Linked DNA regions of Arachis hypogaea: region 1 is linked to region 2. A link is a contact called in public Hi-C data. All regions are on one chromosome and are shown on one strand. The core of a region is the stretch at or near the end of the contact, and the rest is flanking DNA. Distances in the headings are between cores, read along the strand shown.

Region 1 (2,981 bases), core at 330-2,829, 200 kb before region 2:
GTAAATAAAACTATTATCTTCCTCAATTAGATATTTATAATAAATTTTTTTCATTATCTTTATGTGTTGTTGATCAATAGCATATGCTATAAAATTTTTTACACCGTACTCTCAAAACACAAGTATTATTCCTCTAAACAAGATTCACTTGGTAAAAGCACAAATATTTTTTTGAAAAAACATTGAAATCACTCTTAAAAGTAATATAATTTCTAGCGAAAATAACTAATTAAATATTTTAATGTGCATGTATTTATATTGAGAAAAATAATTAAAAATTATGTCTAAAAATTATTTACTAAACCACTTTATACCATTTTGTTGTGGATAATAATATTACATAAAAAGATGAAAATAAATAAATGATATATAAATATATTATCTTAATTAATTTAAAAATATTATTTAATACTTTATATATTATCTCAATTAATTTTTAATAAAAACTATAAAATACTAATAACTTCAATTAAATAAACTTGTTTTTGAATAATTAGCTATTATTATTATTATTATTCTAAAAGTTATCTGAAACTAAATTATTTATGGGGTTAAGATGTGAGATCCAAATTTCTTTTATGGCAGCGATCGACTTCCTTTAGCCCTAAGGTGCCGCTGTCAAGGACCTATGTGTACCAATATGAACATACATGTGTATTTATTAAATTATTTAATCCATAAATATGTTAACAAATATTGATACACTACTGTTAATTGAATTTAAAATAAAAAATATTCGTTATACTATAAAGGTATCAATGAGTACAATAAAAATATTAGTGAATATTATAAAAAATATTAATAAATAATTATTTTATTATACTTATTAATATTTAATTATGGTATAAAATAAAAAAATAAAGATAAATCTAATAAAAAAAATAATGGAGGTACAGTGCAAGAAAGTTCGCCTCTAGCTTAGGTAAATTTCAGGAATTACAGTCAAATTTACCTCTTTTTTAAGCGAACTTTGTGTAATTTTTAGAAGTTTGTCAAAGAGTTAAGCCAATTTTAAAACAATTAATAAAGTTCATCGACAAATTTGGCGAACTTCATAAAAACTCAAAAAAAAAAAAAAGAATCTAGAATATAAAAAAATTAGATTCGGAATATAATATTAGTTTAATTTATTTTTGGAAATATATTTTTATTTTAATAAAAAAATCCGTCACTTTGTAACCATATATGTTTTCAAAGCTTCGCAGATGTTATTTTATATGACATTTCGGAATATATATATATATATATTATTATGTTGTTTTTAATCAAAATTTGATTGGGATTTATATCTTAAAATCCTTCAGCCAAAAATTAATACCGAATGAACAAAAAAAATTCAACCCGTGTTTGTCGAAAGATAAAACACTATTGTCATAAGGTCCACACCCATAAACCCAACTTTTACGGACGAGCCAGTTTTAAGCAATAGTAGCTAAGTCCAAAAAAAAAAAAAAATACACACCAAGCCTCTTTTCATGTAACTTTGGCAAACACGAAATTTGAAACACTGCACAACGTTAAACTGGTTACACTCCCAGCGTGGATCTATGTACCTTCTTGTACAACCGTTGCAGCGAAAATCTAGCACAAATGACATATATATATGAGTGTATTATGTGGGTGTGAGGAGCATGGATGGAAGGTTTAAGATTAAGGCTATTCAATTTACTTGACCAAAAAAACAAAGTTTACAACTGTTCAAATTTTTTTAATTATATTTGACGTCTATGGCGGGCCTACCATTTTTGAAAAAAATGTTCTACATCCGTACAGCAGAGCACGTGAACAGCTTTTAATAAATTAATTATTTTTTGGAAAATTATAATGTACATAACCCCAATTTTTAAAGATTTACAGATTTTGGATGAGAAAAAGGCAATGACAACACGTGTCCATGAGCCATGCAAGTGGGTGCAGCGTGAAATTGTGTGGAGAATGATTTGTGCCCACTACAGAGCCGAGCTTCCCACGTTGAGGCAGGAGAAGGCTTCGTTTGGTTTTAATTTTTTTTTTGGACAAGCTTCATATGCATAAGTGGAGCAATGCAAGTCTTTGCAATGAATGGGTCCGGAGACAAAAAAAAAATGACCAAATGATGTTATATGAAGAACATATAATTGAAGGGTTTCTGACCCAAATAGAATAAATAAATATATATATATATATATATATATATATATATATATATATATATAAAAGATAAAAAAAATTATTAATTTAATATAATAAATGTGAGTTAAACAATATTTAATATGTGGTTGGACATTATTATATTAAAAATAGATGTATGATATAGTCAATTTTGCCAAAAAATTGTAATGAAAATTTCTTTTAAAGGTAATATACTTTAGATTTTAGAATTTGAGTGTAGGGTTTGGATTTTGGAAATTAGTGTGAATAAAATTAGCGGTAGGATTGGGAGTTTAGGATTTAGGAACAAAAATTAATTTAATATTTTTATGTATTATTTTTTGTATCGTAGTATAAATTTGTCAGTATCTGTCATCAGTTTGTGATATAATTACTGAATGTAAAATCTTTAGTCCAGTGTGCAGTGTTACGATTACTTATTTTTTTTCTAAGTATTAATGTTAATTAAAAGAAGGCAAAAGAAGAAGTGAGCTTGGTTAGTATGGATGTGGCTATGCCTCCAATGTGAAAATAAAATTTTTGACGCGTAGAATGTAAAATAAGAAAACAATCGGTCTTCGGTGTATTCTAAGTGGAGGTGATGAAATAGTGGTATTTATGAAATAGTGAAAGAAGTAAGGACGAGACAAAATGAAGATGAGATTCATGATTAATGCAAATGAGTTGTTAATCCATTGTAGTGAAAATAAAATGTCACATTAAACCGCAAATAGGAGAGCGTAAACACTCAACCATAAACTTGAGTCCAGAAACTTCAACCATGAGCCCTGAACCCCAAACAGGAAAAACCGAAAGAACGGAACTCGTATCCCTACTCCACAAAACACGAT
Region 2 (2,808 bases), core at 153-2,652:
AGTTTGAATAAAGGGGAGATTGGTGAATTTAAAGTGCTACTATAGCCATTACTGTAGAAAGAATGTGAAAAGGGATAACTTCGCGAGGAAGTTAAAGTGAAAGGAAGGAGAAGCGTGAGTCTCGGAAAACGTATCGAGTGGGTCAGTATTGATGGGAGGTTAAATGATAGTTATTACTGATTTTAAAATTTAAGTTTGAATTTGGATTAAGCGTTTTATCTTCCGATAAAGTTATCAAAGACAAACACATTAATTCAAGGGGTAATTTGTTGATCGAAAAAATATTTTCGATAAAGGTGAATTGTTCAAATTGATAAAGTGGTTGAAAACATAATCAGTGACACGTGTGCAAGCGTTAGATGGAGGTTCTTAACACGGATTCGATTTTGAGGCTTCCTGATAAATCGAGTGAGTCAAATCGAATGGGATATCTGAATTGGTTATTCGAAAAGTTGATTCGAGTAGTTATAGTAGTGAAGAAGTTAAGGATTTTTCATCATGCGAGGAAATTATAGGGAATGTGGAAAATCAAAAGGCGGGAACAGTTACGAAGGAGAAAGCATTCAAAATTTTAAATTTATAGTTAATTGTAATTAATTGTAATTAATTGTCAGTTACCAAAGATAGATTATAAATACTAAGAAGCCTTAGGAAATTAGGGTTGGAACTTTACTTCAGAAAACACTCAAGCACACTCACATCCCCAACAAATTTCTGAGTCTGCATTCGAGTTCAATTTCTATAGGGTTCCTTCCATGTTTTTAATTTTTCATTTACATTTTCTGTAAACTCTATTTTTCAAGTAAGTTTATCTTTTAAGCAATCTTTAACTTCCATGTTCAATTTACATTTCAGTACCTTTACTTTTTATGTTAAAGCCCTTTGACTCAGTTGAAGGCATTTTATTGCCTTGTTTAATTTCAACGCATTTTCTTCGTTTCCAGTTAATATTTTCTTTTCGAAAAATTTATTTTGTCATCTTTTATCTTAAATTACATAATTTAATTTATCTTTATTTTCAAATCCCATCTAATCGAAGACACTTTGATGCACTTCTAGAAAACTAGTACCTGCAAAGAAGAGTAGGTTTCGCTCCCAGACTACTAGATATCAAACCACCATCAATTTGCTAAAAATCGACAAAAGTAAAATTATTTTTTGTTTTGTTTTATAATAAACTTATTTTTTTAATTAATTAGTTAAAATTGACTTCACGGAAAACTGGTATTCTGACTTCACGAAAAAAAAAAAAAAGGTGAAAACTCAGGTAAAGTCGACTTCACATGAAGTTGATACCTCAAACTTCAAAGTCGTTAGATGAAAATTTAGTTAAATCAGTCAAATCATTTAACGGCTCTGAGGTATAACTTTACGTGAAGTTGACTGTATCTGTGTTTCCAACAAAAAAAAATAACCCCTCCCTATCCATCTCTTCGGCGGACAATACCGGGAGAAATATCATCTCTATTTTAAGGGGTTTTGAATTTTTGATTGATTTTTTTTTAAAAAGTACTAACTATTTTTATTTTTAAGAAGATTTTTTTTATTAAATAACTTTTTTAAAATTATATTCAAACATTTTTATAATTATATAAAAATAATTTTTTATTCAAAAGGCAATCCAATCCAAAACTAGTCTCTTTGGTGAGTTGCACCTTTTATGTGTGATGATCCCTCCCTAATGACAAGTATCATCAAACTTTGAGCAAGTATAATTTCATCTTTCAGCAAAGATGAATATCAGACGGATCATTCAAAAACTACCAACACTGTGGAATTTGTTGGAACTACAAATTCTGGTTCTGGTGAGTCTCTTCTTGCAAACGGCTCTGATACTTTTAGGGAGTCGAAGGAAGTACAAAAACAATGCAATAATGCAATTCGTGGTCTGGTGCTTCTATCTGTCCGCGGACTGGATAGCGACCATCGCTCTTGGTATTCTTTCTGAAGACATGAGAGATTCATCGAAAGACCTGGAATCCAAGTTCGTAGTTATGGCTTCTTGGGCACCTTTCCTTCTCGCGCATCTCGGTGGCCCTGACACAATCACTGCATATTCTCTTGAGGATAATGAACTTTGGCTGCGACACCTGATTGGCTTATTCTACCAGTGCTATGTGGCAGTTTACGTGGTCTACAAGTCATGGAAAGGGGGACATCTTAATTATGTTACCATTCCATTGATTGTGGCAGGAATGATCAAATATGGTGAGAGGACTTGGTCTTTGAGGTCCGGAAGCAGCCAAAATTTCAGAGAATCCATCATTCCAGCGCCAGACCCTGGACCGAATTATGCCAAATTTATGGATGACTACTCTGCAAAAAAGGCTGAAGGATACAGAGTTTCTTTAGGGAAAGTGATTAAAACTGCTCCTGCACCACCATTGACCCAAAGTGCAGCATTGAATAACAGTATTGCAAATGCTTCATGTTTACGCGACGGATTCTATTTCTTCAGGATTTTCAAGTGCCTATTCTCAGATCTCATCCTTAGTTTCCAAGACCACAAGAGCAGCCAAAGCTTCTTTAGGAGCAACTCCTGTGAACATGCTTTTCAAGTGGTTGAGATTGAACTTGGATTAATGTATGACATTCTATACACAAAGGCAATTTTCACATACACCCGTCTTGGCATTTTCGCCAAATTTGTGAGCATTTCTTGTACAATCTCTGCATTTGTTGTCTTTTGTCATTCCGTAGACATAAACCACAAGGAGAATGAGCGGGTTATTACTTTTGTGCTCTTTATTGGAGCTATTTTACTTGAGATATATGCTGTCATTGTTTTACTTTCTTCGAGTTGGACAA

The links. Hi-C and Micro-C count contacts between places; a contact is called where the count stands out from the background.
Region 1: a contact with region 2 is called in a Hi-C map of an unstated tissue, with 3 times the contacts expected there. The contact joins the enhancer-like site here to the promoter of LOC112775037 in region 2. A contact is called at or near these places in 3 of 8 Hi-C or Micro-C datasets (leaf and an unstated tissue).

Annotation. Positions count from the first base shown.
Region 1 is chr19:137,867,014-137,869,994 of arahy.Tifrunner.gnm2.J5K5, reverse strand. No RefSeq gene overlaps it. Among protein-coding and RNA genes, the nearest start is that of LOC112778847, 19 kb to the left of the region's middle. Within about 2 kb of position 1,579, at least 3 of the 3 cell types and tissues checked have open chromatin away from gene starts, as enhancers often do.
Region 2 is chr19:137,665,405-137,668,212 of arahy.Tifrunner.gnm2.J5K5, reverse strand. LOC112775037 reads left to right here and starts at 1,402. Exons shown (of 2, transcript XM_072228053.1): 1 at 1,402-2,584. The coding sequence starts at 1,734.